Linked DNA regions of Capra hircus: region 1 is linked to region 2. Evidence: chromatin contacts called from public Hi-C data. All regions are on one chromosome and are shown on one strand. The core of a region is the stretch at or near the end of the contact, and the rest is flanking DNA. Distances in the headings are between cores, read along the strand shown. Region 1 overlaps TDRD10 (tudor domain-containing protein 10). Region 2 overlaps SHE (SH2 domain-containing adapter protein E).

What was found. A called contact is a pair of places that touch in the nucleus more often than the background predicts.
Region 1: a Hi-C map of liver shows a contact between it and region 2, with 6 times the contacts expected there. The contact joins two enhancer-like sites. A contact is called at or near these places in 2 of 5 Hi-C or Micro-C datasets (blood and liver).

The regions. Positions count from the first base shown.
Region 1 is chr3:104,104,662-104,111,367 of ARS1.2, forward strand. It overlaps TDRD10 (tudor domain-containing protein 10), which reads left to right. Exons shown (of 13, transcript XM_005677434.3): 12 at 4,094-4,164; 13 at 4,364-6,706. The coding sequence ends at 4,396. UBE2Q1 (ubiquitin-conjugating enzyme E2 Q1) reads right to left here. Exons shown (of 13, transcript XM_005677433.3): 13 at 5,174-6,706. Among named protein-coding and RNA genes, the nearest start is that of UBE2Q1, 12 kb to the right of the region's middle. Within about 2 kb of position 3,955, at least 3 of the 5 cell types and tissues checked have an H3K27ac peak or open chromatin away from gene starts, as enhancers often do.
Region 2 is chr3:104,035,932-104,042,361 of ARS1.2, forward strand. SHE (SH2 domain-containing adapter protein E) reads right to left here. Exons shown (of 6, transcript XM_018046193.1): 4 at 5,574-5,730; 5 at 5,002-5,121; 6 at 1-3,486. The coding sequence ends at 3,258. Among named protein-coding and RNA genes, the nearest start is that of SHE, 18 kb to the right of the region's middle. Within about 2 kb of position 4,255, at least 2 of the 5 cell types and tissues checked have an H3K27ac peak or open chromatin away from gene starts, as enhancers often do.

The DNA of each region.
Region 1 (6,706 bases), core at 2,705-5,204, 68 kb after region 2:
GGGTTTTCCAAATTTGCTGACATCTTGAGCGCAGCACTTTAACACCATCATCTTTTTGTATTTTAAATATCTCAGCTGGAATCCCATCACTTCTGCTAACTTAATTGGCAGTAAGGCTACCTAAAGCCCACTTGACCTCACGTTCCAGGATGTCTGGCTCCAGGTGAGTGGCCACACCATTGTGGTTATCTGCGTCATCAAGACCTCTTTTGTACAGTTCTTCTGTGTATTCAGCTTTATGTGTGTGTGTGTCTGTTTATATGTATCTTTGTTTCTTTTCCATAAGAGGCTATTACAGGATATTCACTGTAGTTCCTCTGCGTGCGTGCTCAGTCATTTCAGTCGTGTCTGACTCTTTGAGACCCTGTGGACTGCAGCCTGCCAGGCTCCTCTGTCCATGGGATTCTCCAGGCTAGAGTACCAGAGTGTTGCCATGGCCTCCTCCAAGGGATCTCCCTGACCCCAGGGTGAAATCTGTACCTGCCTGTGTCTCCCGCATTGCAGGTGGGCTCTTTACCCACTGAGCCACCTGGGAACCCCCATAATTCCTTGTGCTGTATTTTAAATCCTTGTTGTTTACTTGTTTTACATATAATGATTCAGTTCAGTCACTCGGTCGTGTCCGACTCTTTGCGAACCCATGAACACCAGCCTCCCTGTCCATCACCAACTCCTGGAGTCCACCCAAACTCAATGTCCATTGAGTCGGTGATGCCATCCAACCACCTCATCCTCTGTTGTCCCCTTCTCCTCCTGCCCTCAATCTTTCCCAGCATCAGGGTCTTTTCAAATGAGTCAGCTCTTTGCATCAGGGGCGCTGTTAATTCCATACTCCTGATTCATCCTTTCCCCGCTGTTAATTCCATACTCCTAATTCATCCTTTCCCCACCCCGTCGGTAACCAGAATTTTGTTTTCTGTGTCTCTAAATCTGTTTCTGTTTTGTAAATAAGTTCATTTGTATTACTTTTTAGACTCCACTTATAAATGATATCACATAATATTTGGCTTTCTCTGTCTGACTTCACTTAATGTGATAATCTCTGGATCCACCCATGTTGCTGCAAATGGTGTTATTTCATTCTTTTTTTGTGGTTTCTTTGTCCATTCATCTGTTGATGGACATTTACGTTGCTTTCATGTCTTGGCTATTATAAATACTGCTGCTGTGAACATTAGGGTGCATGTATCTTTTATTTATTTGGCTGCGCTGGGTCTCAGTTGCGGCTTGCAGGATCTTTTCAGATGCAGCAATGAATAGTAGCAGCTTGCAGGATCTAGTTCCCTGACCAAGAATCAAACCTGGGCCCCTGGCTTTGGGAGTGTGATGTCTTAGCCCCTGAACCCCCAGGGTAGTCTCTGGGGCACGTGTATTGTTTTGAGTTGGGAGTTTTCATTTTTTCTGGATCTATGCCCAGGAGTAGGATTGCTGGATCATATGGAAACTCTATTTTTAGTTTTTTAAGGAACCTCCATACTTCCCAGGTGACTCTGTGGTGAAGAATCCGTCTGCCAAGGCAGCAGACACAAGTTCGATCTCTGGGTGGGGAAGATCCCCTGGAGAAGGAAATGGCAACCTGTTCCAGTGTTCTTGCCTGGGAAAATCCCGTGGACAGAGGAGTCTGGCAGGCTACAGTCCAAGGGGCTGCAAAAGAGTCGGACAGGATCTAACAACTAAACAACAGCAGCAAATACTGTTCTCCATAGTGGCTGCACCAATTTATATTCCCACTGGCAGTGCAGGAGGGTTACTTTTTCTCCACACCCTCTCCAGCATTTATTGTTTGTGAGCTTGGTGAAGACGGCCATTCTGACTGGTGTGAGGTGATAGCTCATGGTGGTTTTGAATCGCATTTCTCTGAGAATTAGCTATGTTGAGCATCTTTTCATGTGCCGGTTGGCCACGTCTGTGTCTTCTTTGGAGAAGTGTCTATTCAGGTCTAATGCCCATTTAAAGAATAATTCTGTTTATTCGGTTGTTTTGGCTGTGCTGAGTCTTGGTTGCTGTGCCAGCTTTTCTCTAGTTGCGGCAGGTGGGGGCTACCCAGCTGCGCGCGTGCTTCGCGCTGCGGTGGCTTCTCTTGCTGTGGAGCGCAGGCCCGAGGGCGCATGGTGCTCAGTAGTTGCAGCACGTGGGCGCAGTGGTTGCGGTTCCCGGGCTCTAGAGCACCGGCTCAGTAGTTGCGCATGAGCTTAGCTGCTCTGCTGCTGCTGCTAAGTCACTTCAGTCGTGTCCGACTCTGTGCGACCCCATGGACGGCAGTGCACCAGGCTCCCCCGTCCCTGGGATTCTCCAGGCAAGAACACTGGAGTGGGTTGCCATGTCCTTCTCCAATGCATGAAAGTGAAAAGTGAAAGTGGAGTCGCTCAGTTGTGTCTGACTAGTAGCGACCCCATGGCCTGCAGCCCACCAGGCTCCTCGGTCCATGGGATTTTCCAGGCAAGAGTGCTGGAGCGGGCGCCACTGCCTTCTCTGAGTTGCTCTGCAGCAGGTGGGGTCTTCCTGGACCAGGGATGGAAACCGTGTCTCCTGCATTGGCAGGCAGGCTCCTTACCACTGAGCCACCAGGGAAGCCCCTGATGCTCATTTTTCATTAGGTTGTTTGCTTTTTCGATGGTAAACTGTGTGAACTGTTTGTATACTTTTGAAATTAACCCCTTGTTGGTTGCATCATTTGCCAGTGTTTTCTCCAAGTCTGTCCGTTGTCTTTTTGTTTGATGGTTTCTTTTGCTGTGGAGAAGCTTTTAAATTTGATTAGGTTCCACTGGTTTATTTTTGCTTTTATTTCTCTTGCCTTGCGAGACTGATTTAAGACAATATTGCTGTGATTTTTGTCAGAGAACGTTTTGTGTTCTCTTCTAGGAGTTTTATGGTGTCATGTCTATGCTTAAGTCTTTAAACCATTTTGAGTTTATTTTTGTACATGATGTGAGGGGTTGTTACTTTAGATCTGGACACCTGTGGGGCCTCAGTTCTGCAACCTTGAAATGGTGAGGCCACTTCTTTGCTCTGGCTCTTCTCAAGACTGGGGTTTAAGTGAGATGTGAAAGGGTGAAAGAGTGCTTTAAGGGGCTGAGGAGAAGTGGATGTGAAGAAACACACACACACACACACACACACACACACAAACCAAGATGGAAAAGCACCTCCTCAAAGTGCAGAGCCAAGCCTCCCTGCTACGCTTATGCGCTTGTGCCCAGTGGTGAGGAGGCACCACCCAGAGGTCGCCTTGGGTCATTGCATGAAGAGGCTCAGCTTGGGGACTCACGCAGCAGACAGGGCTGGGGAGTGTCTTGTAGGCCGGACCTGACTGCTTGGGTGTTGGAGGGTAGCCCAGAGTAAGGAGCCCCCTGCCCTCTAAGAGCAGCTCCAAGCCTGTCAGAAGGGCCAAAGTGTACAGCCCAGATGGGGGGTTGCTCAGCTCTCATGTGGAGTATGGTCCTGAGGCCGGGTGGGCAGGTGTACAATTATATGGATGGGGAAAGTAAGGCTCAGAAAAATGAAAGGGACTTCTTCATGTTTCATAGTAAGAAAACGGCCTGGGTGAGGGTAGCACTGAGGTCTCCCCTTGATATGAGCCAGTTGCATGCATACAGACAGTCCCAGAGTGTGGGGGTGGGAATGGCAGGAGCTGATTAAGGGCAGACTGGATGAAGGCGAGTGTCTGACCAGCGCCCTGCCCTGCCTTGTCCCAGCAGGTAGGAATGCTCACTCGTCGTGGTATAAAGGCTCTCTGTCTTTTAACTTCCATCTCTCCAGCCAAAACTCAGACCAGAGTTGAGTAAACCGTTTTCTGTCCCCAGAATTTCCATTAGGAAATGTGCAATCTCAGATACCCGTAATCATTTTAGCAAGTATAATGCTTCCTTTTATGTGCTCTCACTTTGCCCTCCCCCTCTCCTCCCTCTTCAGTGCTGATTATCTCACGTTATCCTGGCAGCTGGGACTGAGCTCTGACTAGCAGAGACTTGTCCGCAGGAGCTGGTCTGGAGCCAGAACCCTTTCCTGCAGCCCCAGCCTCTCACTTCCCTCCCTTGCTCCTCCTGCCGGACCAACAAATACCAAGGTTTTGTTCTTGTATTTTGTTTTGCAGGTATTTTGAGTTCAAATCAGGTTATTCATCGCATCCTCAAAGGGAAAATCACTGGTGCTTTGAACTTGGAGGTAACTGCCCTGTGTCTCCTGTTCCTTCCCTCCCACCCCAGGGTCTCAGCTGCAGCCACCCCCCGGCCTCGGCCTGGGTGCTGCATATTTACCTGTCATTCCTGTAGAGGAAGCAAACTGAAGTTGTCCAGGGGGGGGGTGGACTGCCTGGGGGGGGGGGGTCCTTCCTTCCCACTCAGATTTTATCTTTCTCTTCCAGTCACACATCCTGAAGTTTGAAGAGTTTAAGTGACGTGGCTGCGATCAGCATGCTCCCTCTCCTATCTGGATTCTGCCCTCCTGCCCTTTCCCTCTTGAGGCCTTGGGGGTGCTCAGGACTGATTGGATCCCCCTTTGCCTTCCCCCAGCTCACTTCTCAGTGTGTCGTGTGTCTTCACCGTGAACATTTGAACCAAACAGGGAAGCTTCCATGAGGTTGAAAGTCTGATGTAGCCAGTGTATTTTTTCCCTTTTTTTTTTTTTTGTAACCCCAGAGCATGATGTAAGTTGCCCTGACAGATTCTGGAGAATGGAGGGGCCCACTGCTTAACTTTCCTTGGCATTCCAGCGTAGAATCAGGTAGGGGGCATCTGAACACTGACCTGTCGGCTTGGTGAATAAGCGTCGGCATACTTCACATTTGGGGTGACTGATTCCTATCTAGCCACCCCCCCCAACCCTGCCCTCTAAAGCTGAAGCCACAGGCTGGGAGCTGCCGTGTGCCGGCTATTCAAACCCTGTGGGACATAGATGTACACTCGTGCAAGATAAGGTTTGTTTCTTTTCTTCGCCTTCTTGGTAGACAGAACACTGGTTCCAGATGATGTGGCCTTTTTTTTTTTTCCCTTAACCATGTAACTTCATTAGGAGCCTAACGTAAGGTCACAGAAAGGACTGCTAGGTTTGATAAGATTTTCTTGGAGAGTTGGTGTTTATATAGCTACAGCGCACAGGAGCTGGTGCTTCCCTTTACATCAGGTGAATGTGATCCCCCCATTCTTTCTTTAAATAATAATTTGATTAGAGCCAAACTATTTAAATAATTTTATTTGTTCCATCCTTTGGTAGATGAGAAAAATACATTACAAAATACATTGTACAGAGGACAGCTCACAGCACACATTACTAAAAACACAACCTATAGTACGTTCCAGACAGGGCTGGTGATAAGTCCAGAAAAAAGGCAGAGGCCTTGAGAACTAGATCTCAGCTCCATGAAATGAGTTTCCTTGTGGGTGCCTGCCCTCTTTACCTCCACCTCAGCATAAATGAGCACCCTGTACCAGGTGGGTGTGGTAGGGTTAGAGCAGCGTTGAGTGGTTCCGGTGAACTCTGCATCCACCTGAAGCAGCAAGACATGAACATCCCTTAATTGGGGGCGGGGGGAGTGACCAAAGTTAAAATAGTTGTGTCAAAGCATACAGAACTCTGGCATCCTAGAGGTTTCAGATGGCTGTGCTGTTTAAGCTAAGACACATCCTCATCCTCACTTGGCCATCCCTGGCCTCTGGCATTTCACCATCCAGTCTGTAGGCAGGTTCTGGAGGCCGTCTCTGCCCCCGAGCAAGCTCGCGGACCAGGAGGCGGCACAGATGTACTTACACAGCAGGCACAGACCCAGCACCGGCAGGTCAGCTCATGGACCTGCCTCCACAGCGGTTCTGAGCCTGAGTGGGGCCCACAGGTAGATGGACCAAACCCCTTAAAGCCAATCCTTTCCAGTAGGACCCACATTATGAAAGTGCCTTAGAAGAATTCAGTCTCCAAGCCAAACAACTTACTTCGGAGCTCTGCCTGGCTCTTCTGTTAGGAATAAATGAAGCAACAGACAAGGGGAGCAGCAACGGAGCTCCCAACCATCGCCCTTCAGTGCCACTTCCTGGGAAGGGTGACCAGTGAACACGAACGGTAGCTACACAGCCTGTTGCTGAGATCAGGAGGACCACATACATGCTTGAGACTGGCCCCATTCCTATTCAGTTTATTTAAAAGTAGTTCTGTGAAGCAGCCTCTTAGGCCTCCTTGTTATTTTTCTTAGAAATTTGAAAACATCTGTGACTAGAAGTTAAGAATAAGGGTCATCATTTCAGCCTGCTTTGCGGTTCAGCAGGCTGAGCTCTGCCTTCCAGGGGGTACAAGTCTGGTCACTCCAGAGCCCTTTAGGCTGAGGCAGGCATGTGCTTCAGCTCCACCTTTCTCTGACTTTAGCAGTGAAGTGCAGCCCCTCATGGCTCCCAAAGCCACAGTGACCCTGGTACCCCTCCCCCAACTGCTGAAGGAATTCAGGGGATGGGGGAAGGGTAAGCTATGAAAATAAAGATGAGTCAAAACCAGCGTCTTCAAATTAACAAACTGTAATTGTTTTCCCAAAGATACATTTTTTTTCATACACATCCATCATACACTGTAACCAAAAAAAGCAGTGTACATGAAATAAGAGAAAATAAATTAAAAATCCATAGCATAGGTAAGGAGGCTCTAGTCTGGAGCACAGCTGAGTTTCCAGCAATATAAGGAGGCTCGAAAGTTTCTTTTATAAGAATGCCTGCTAGCAAGGGTTCCA
Region 2 (6,430 bases), core at 3,005-5,504:
AAAAGACATCTGTGAGGAAGGTATCAAATAAATTCTGCTAAATGTTGTATTAAAAGGATCAGGAGAGAAGGGAAATGAAATATATACCCCCTAGACTGAAGGAAAAATGAGCCATTAACCTTTGACTAAAAAAGGACATTTTAATAGACTAGAAAAGCTACTCTCATTTAAAAAGCAACTGAAGAATGTCTCAAATGCTCAGCTGTTCTTCTGAATTAAGTATTAAGATTTACTAACAGTGGCCATTAACAGAGTAATTACATAGTTAAGGTGACCCAATTAAAAAATATGGACTATTTTCCCACCTATCTCAAAAACAAACATCTGGCTGGCCCTATAAATTATCTGCCGACACTCCCCACCCTGTGGCAGAGGTCAATAAACGAGTAACTATTCAGCAAAACAGGGAGACATAAAGCAGCAAAGAATAAAGGCTCTTTTGATATATACTTCTTAAGAAAATACTTTGAAAAAAAAAAAAGAAAATACTTTGGATAACTAAAAAGGATAGTTCCATCCCCAGAACAGAGTAGGCATATCTGTATTTACCTTTTTGTACATGTATCAACATTTCTCTTTTATTCCTATTTATTTAAATATACCAATTGCAGTGGTTGAAATTCATCCTGATTTAAAAAAAAAACAAAACTGTGGCAGCAAATAGAAATGTCCCTTCACTCTCTGTCCTCAGAGGCCTGAAAGGAGACAATGAGATAAACCCATCTTGTAACATGCAGCAAAGCGTTTTTTAGAAACAAAGTGTGATAGAGAGGAAAGGATAGTCGTAAAAAGCTCCATGGATGCTAAAATTCAAGGCAAACGAGTACAAATTTGTGAGAAGACACTGTTCTCTCCAGAAAGAATCAGAAAATATTTCAGGAGACTGAATGAACTCAAGAGAATGAAGACCACAGGAGAACACTTGTATCAGGACCAAGTGACAAAAAGGCAGAAGCATTCGGAGCTCAGAGAGACATGTCACCAGGCTTCAGATCAGCTGGCCCCCGGAGGCTTAACAAGGAAGCCATTAGGGACACCCCGCTGGGCCTAATTGTTTTTAGAACATATGGTACTTTGTGCCACCACCCAGCTGTGAGTTCCCTGGCTTTTGTCAGCTCCTGTCACAACTTCAGGAAGAAAATAGTAGCTTATCCCCCCCTTCTACTAATTTACTGTGTTTCTTCTTCCTATAACCTCCTGTACATTTGCGAAGGAACTGGACTATATGTGAACGCCACATCTCCACTTTTAATTGTATAAAGAAAACAGCATGACTGTCACAGAAAACCAGCATAAAGGAAGCACAGTACTGAGCCCGTGACAGAAGCTCAATAAACACTTAATGCATCAGGTCTGCTTTCAAAGCGTTACTTCACTATTACATTCATCACAGTTGCTGGGTGTGGGCCAGAAACCATTTAGTGCACAAAGAAAAACTTCACAAAGTTTTCAGCATTTAATAAAATTGGGATCACTGCTGAACTTCCTTGGTAGAATAAGTAAAAAGCAAGATTTAATTTCTAGAATGCTGAACTGAAAATAAGCTTAATAGAATGAATTATTTGTATATGGAAGAAAATAAATATTTGGTGACTGGAACTGGAACTATGGATGCTAAACATTTTAAAAAAAAAATCTTGTACTAAAGACAAGTGCATACCAGTACATTAAAAAAAATTCTATCAGTACTTAAAACACAGAACATTCTCGACTAATAAAATCATTGAGATCCAGTGAGGAAAAGTTCTTTCCAAATTTTTAAAAACAAAGATCACACAACTCTGGGTACATTCTTAACCGAATAAAGATGCAGATATTTACTAATCTCTAAATTCTAATAGTAAAATGATAACTAATAACCAGAAGGATACGTTTTCCTAAAAGTTAACTGGATCAACATTTTTTTGTATATTTAACATTAGTTACAAAAGTTAACTTTTCATTGATGACAGTCAGCACATTTGTATCTGGACCAGTTTCAAGAACCAAATTACAAACCCCAGAATCCAGAAACATCTGCTCGGTTTTCATTACAGAGCCACTCACTGGCGCCTTCTCACAGTATGCCATTTCCACAGTTTTTTTTTTTTTTTTTTTCACAGTAAGTACATTGGTGATATAAGTTCATAATAAATCATAAAGATAATGATACTATGAATATTATTTTAATATCTTTAAGCAGTAGAGGTTAGAGAAAACATCAGTCTCTTAAAATATTTTAATATAGTGCAAACCAGTCTGCTTTGTACAGCATGAGAGAAACTGCAGGTTTTAGAGACCCAGTTCCCACAATCATATCATATATATATATATATAAGGGGACCCCATATATATATATACATATAGTTACTCTAAAATGCAAAGTATATCTAATTTTAGGGCCAAAAATGAAAAATTCAGTTTTTTCAATAACTACTAAAATGGACAAAGATGAAACAAAAGAGACCAAAGGTTCTATTATTCAATAACAATTGTTGAGTTTTGTAAATTTTCAGATTTGTTAAAACTCAGAAATGCAATCTTCGTTGTGTATCTTATTCTGCAATTTAATTCTATAATTCAGAATTATGGCAATACTGCCAATGCTTAATTATATTGGTGTTCCTTAAATCACAGGCATCTTCCTTCTTATTTATGCTTATATAACTGATTTGTCAAAAAAAGTCCACAGAAATTGAGAAAACACAAACTTTGCTTAGAAGGCTGGCCGACAAAATAATCCTTTGGCCAGACTCTAACATTGTGACTTTTTATGGCCTCTGGAGTTGAACTAGGACCCTCAAGAGAGAAAGGTAGTTTTTTCCAAAGTGTCCACTATTACTCATTTTCCACTGTTCATGCTTTTCCCTAAGAAGGGGTCTTATATTACATGCTCTTTGGGTCCGTTTGATCATTTTCTGTTGTTTTATATAAATGCCAAGTTTGTTGGTTTATTTGGAAATTAGGTATTCCAGGGAATAATTAGTGCATTTTTGGAGAACCTTTAGTATTTCTGGACTCCTGACTTACCTTTCCTGAGGGTCACGTCCCAAATAGATAACCCTACTCCAGGGAGTAGAGGCAACTGGTAAATTATGGTTTCTCGTAATAGAACTGCTTAGCAAGGAGAAAAGGCACAGGTCAGTAACCAAGAGTCATGGAATGGATTCAAGGCCAAAGACTTCTTGACTTCTATATGAAGAGTCCTGCTTCCTCCCAAATATTACGGTGCAGTCCAGCCTTATCCCCTGAGAATCCGGTTGGGTGCTGATGCCCTCCTAGGTGTGAGAGGCTCCGCTGGGGCTTTTGGAGGCTGAGCCTTGGTGCAGCTTGCTGTGTACAGGGTAGAGCAAGGTCATGTGCTCTGCCCCCTTGAAGGGCAGTTTCTCACTGGAGTAATAGTGTACCACTTCCGGGATGCTGCCAAAGACAGCACTCGTCTGATTCAGGGTATACTTGTTGTCTTTGGTCTGAGCCACTATGATGTGGACGCATCCTTGGCTAGTCCTGGAACAAAACCAAAATTGAGGAGAAGACATGAATGAGTGAGCAGAGGGATTCCCTCCTCACTGAAAACAATCTCAGCTGGATTCATAGGCCAACAGGTTCCCAGCCACTCCTGGAATTGTTATACGCACACAGAAGAGCTTTCAGCACTCTAGCAGACTGCACAGAAGCTTCACAACCCTCAGCTACATGTGCATCACCCCTGGGCCATTTATCTTTAACACACACAAGTCATCAGGCACTGGACCAAGAGGAAAAAGAAAAAACTGCCCTGTTCCTCCCCGCAAACTGCCAAACTAGTCCTTAAGCCCAAGAGTGAGACCACGAAGGTGAGGTTTAAACTCACCTCTTCTCAAGGCTAGAAAGACATGTGAAAGGTTTCCTCTTTCTTTCCTCCCCAAAGGAAACATTAAGAAGAATAATAATAAAACTTGTTTCTTCCTCCCACCCCCTACCCCCCCCAATCTGGAAACACTGTTTCTGGTTGTATATGACAGCTGGCACCGAAGGCTCAAAGATCTAATCCACAAGTACCCGCTTCAGGAACACAGCAAAGCTATTCCTGGTATTGTGTATCTGGTAGCCTATCCCATTTTCTGAGCCATGTTGCTCCCCCCTCAACCTCTTTTCCCCTCCAGTCTGATTGTTTCAGCTGCAGGGGCTCAGCTTCCTCAGGAAGGAAATGCTGTTAGGGCTCTTGACAATGATCCTCCAATATAGCACCACTGAACTCGCAGAGCAACGAGAATTTCCATGACACCAGGCTTATTGGAATAAGCCTACCGGGCAAAAACGAATGTTCTGAGTACAATTGGACAGGGGAGTCATCGCAAGGCACTGCTTCCTTCTTCAACAGAAGAAACTGGTGCCAAAATTGCAGCTGGCATTGTGACAATCAAGGAATCTCTGATTTACTTAAAGCCCCAAACGCTAGAGAGTAAAAGAACGACTGAACTATCCTGTTAGAAACTTTTTTTTTTTTAAGAAATTTTTTTTTATCAGAAATTATTTCTCTAAGAAATAATTTAGATCACAAAAGGCAGAAACTAATCAATGTACAATTAAATGAAATAGGGATATTTATCCCTCTTTATCATAAGGCATACTGGGACATTTACCCAACACCAATTTTGAATTCTTTCTTTTTTTGGCTGCACCACGTGGCTTGCAGGAACTTAGTTTCTTGACCAGGGACTGAACCTCGGGCCATGGCAGTGAAAGCGCCGAGTCGTCACCGCTGAGCAGCCAGGGAATTCTCTCAATTTTGCCTTCTAAACAAAGTATGTCATATTCTGTTGTCCAAGCAAACGCCATCTTATTTTCTGTCAACATGTATCCCCGTGCACCATATAAAGTACTGGGTTGACCAAAAAGTGTAAGCTCTTACAGAAAAACTCAAACGAAGTTTTTGGCTAACCCAACATGTCTTTTTTGCCTGGTCATTTTCCCACGATAGGAAAGTCTGCACCCCACTCTTGATCCAGACAGGGAGAGCCCAGGATGCTTAATACTCACTTTAGTGCAATGGAGTACCTACTGGTTCCTGACTCGCTGTTTCGAACCAGGTACCCAGCTTCTTTGCAGGACTGTAGTCGACTCTCTGCCTCAGCACGGGTGATGGCACCATGATACCAACTGAAAAATGGGGCAGGGGGAGAAACCATGAGCATCAACATCCCAATCCAGACAGGGCCTCATTCCATAAAGCAATTTTGGAAATGAACTTCTCATGAAAGCTCAACAGCCTGGACTAGATCCGGCTTCCCATTCAAAATAGACGAAATGAGATCTGGGTAATCCCGGATCACAAAACCTATCCATCACCCCCAGAGGGAGTTAACAGGGCTAGAGTCACTTAAAAAGTTTTCACTCTACACAGGGGAATGAAATTTTGAGATCCGGTTCTGGGGCCTCATTTTCCCCTAGGCACAAAGGCACTGGGCTTGGAAAATGGGTTTTCACAAAAAAGCCCCACCCAGACAAGAGTTCAACACCAGAAAGACTTAAAATGAGCTAGTGCGCCCCACCAAGGCTCTCAACAAGCTGCCAGCCACCTTGTGTCACGCGTGTCTGGGGAGGAGACTCACGGCTGCTTCTCCAGCGGCAGGGCTGGGTCCACTCGCTCCCCCTCACTGTGGTCGGTCAGGGCTGGCTTCAAGATCTTCTGGGTCCAGCTCTTCTGCCGGTGGTGCTGCCTCACTGCCTCCTCCTTGACAGAAGGCCGCTCAGAGCCCTCAAACTGAACTGGAAGGAAGGCTCCATTTAACATCAGAGGCCACTGAGATGACCTACGTACACCTCAAAGAAAAGAACCTGTCTGGCTCATCTTAGGAAAGCAACTTTCCTCCTTCTTTAATCTGAGCTAAAAGGTACTACAAAGGCCCTGGGGTAGCTGAGCTCCTGCTGTCTTTGATATCAGATCATACTGCTAGCATCCACACGCACCCACTTTTATGTCAAGATGTTCATTAACAGAGAATGGTTTTAGAACATGAGGAGAAACCACTTCAGTATATTTCAGAACATACTTTAAAAAAAAACTCGTCCTTTTGGTATATTTAGAATAGAAGACTAAACAGAGTCTCAGGTAATGACTCCTTCCAAGTGTGTGTATCGGTTATGAAACCAAATGAAGTTTTCACTATGAAATAATAAAGAGAAAAATCAACTGAGAAATAGAAACTACTAACAGTGTCTGAACAATGCTATGACATCTAGGTTGGATAGAAGATAAAGAGAGAAAATGAGTAGCATTTAGCACAGAAGTTGGTAACCAGTAGGGATTTGTGGAAAATAATTCTAAAATAAAACAAAACAAAAATAAATAAATAAATAAAAATAAAATAAAGCAAAAACTGACTTGAGGGTGGGGAGGGAAGGACTGGAAGCCTGGGATTAGCATATTCAAACTAGTATGTATAGGATGGTAAACAACAGGTTCTAT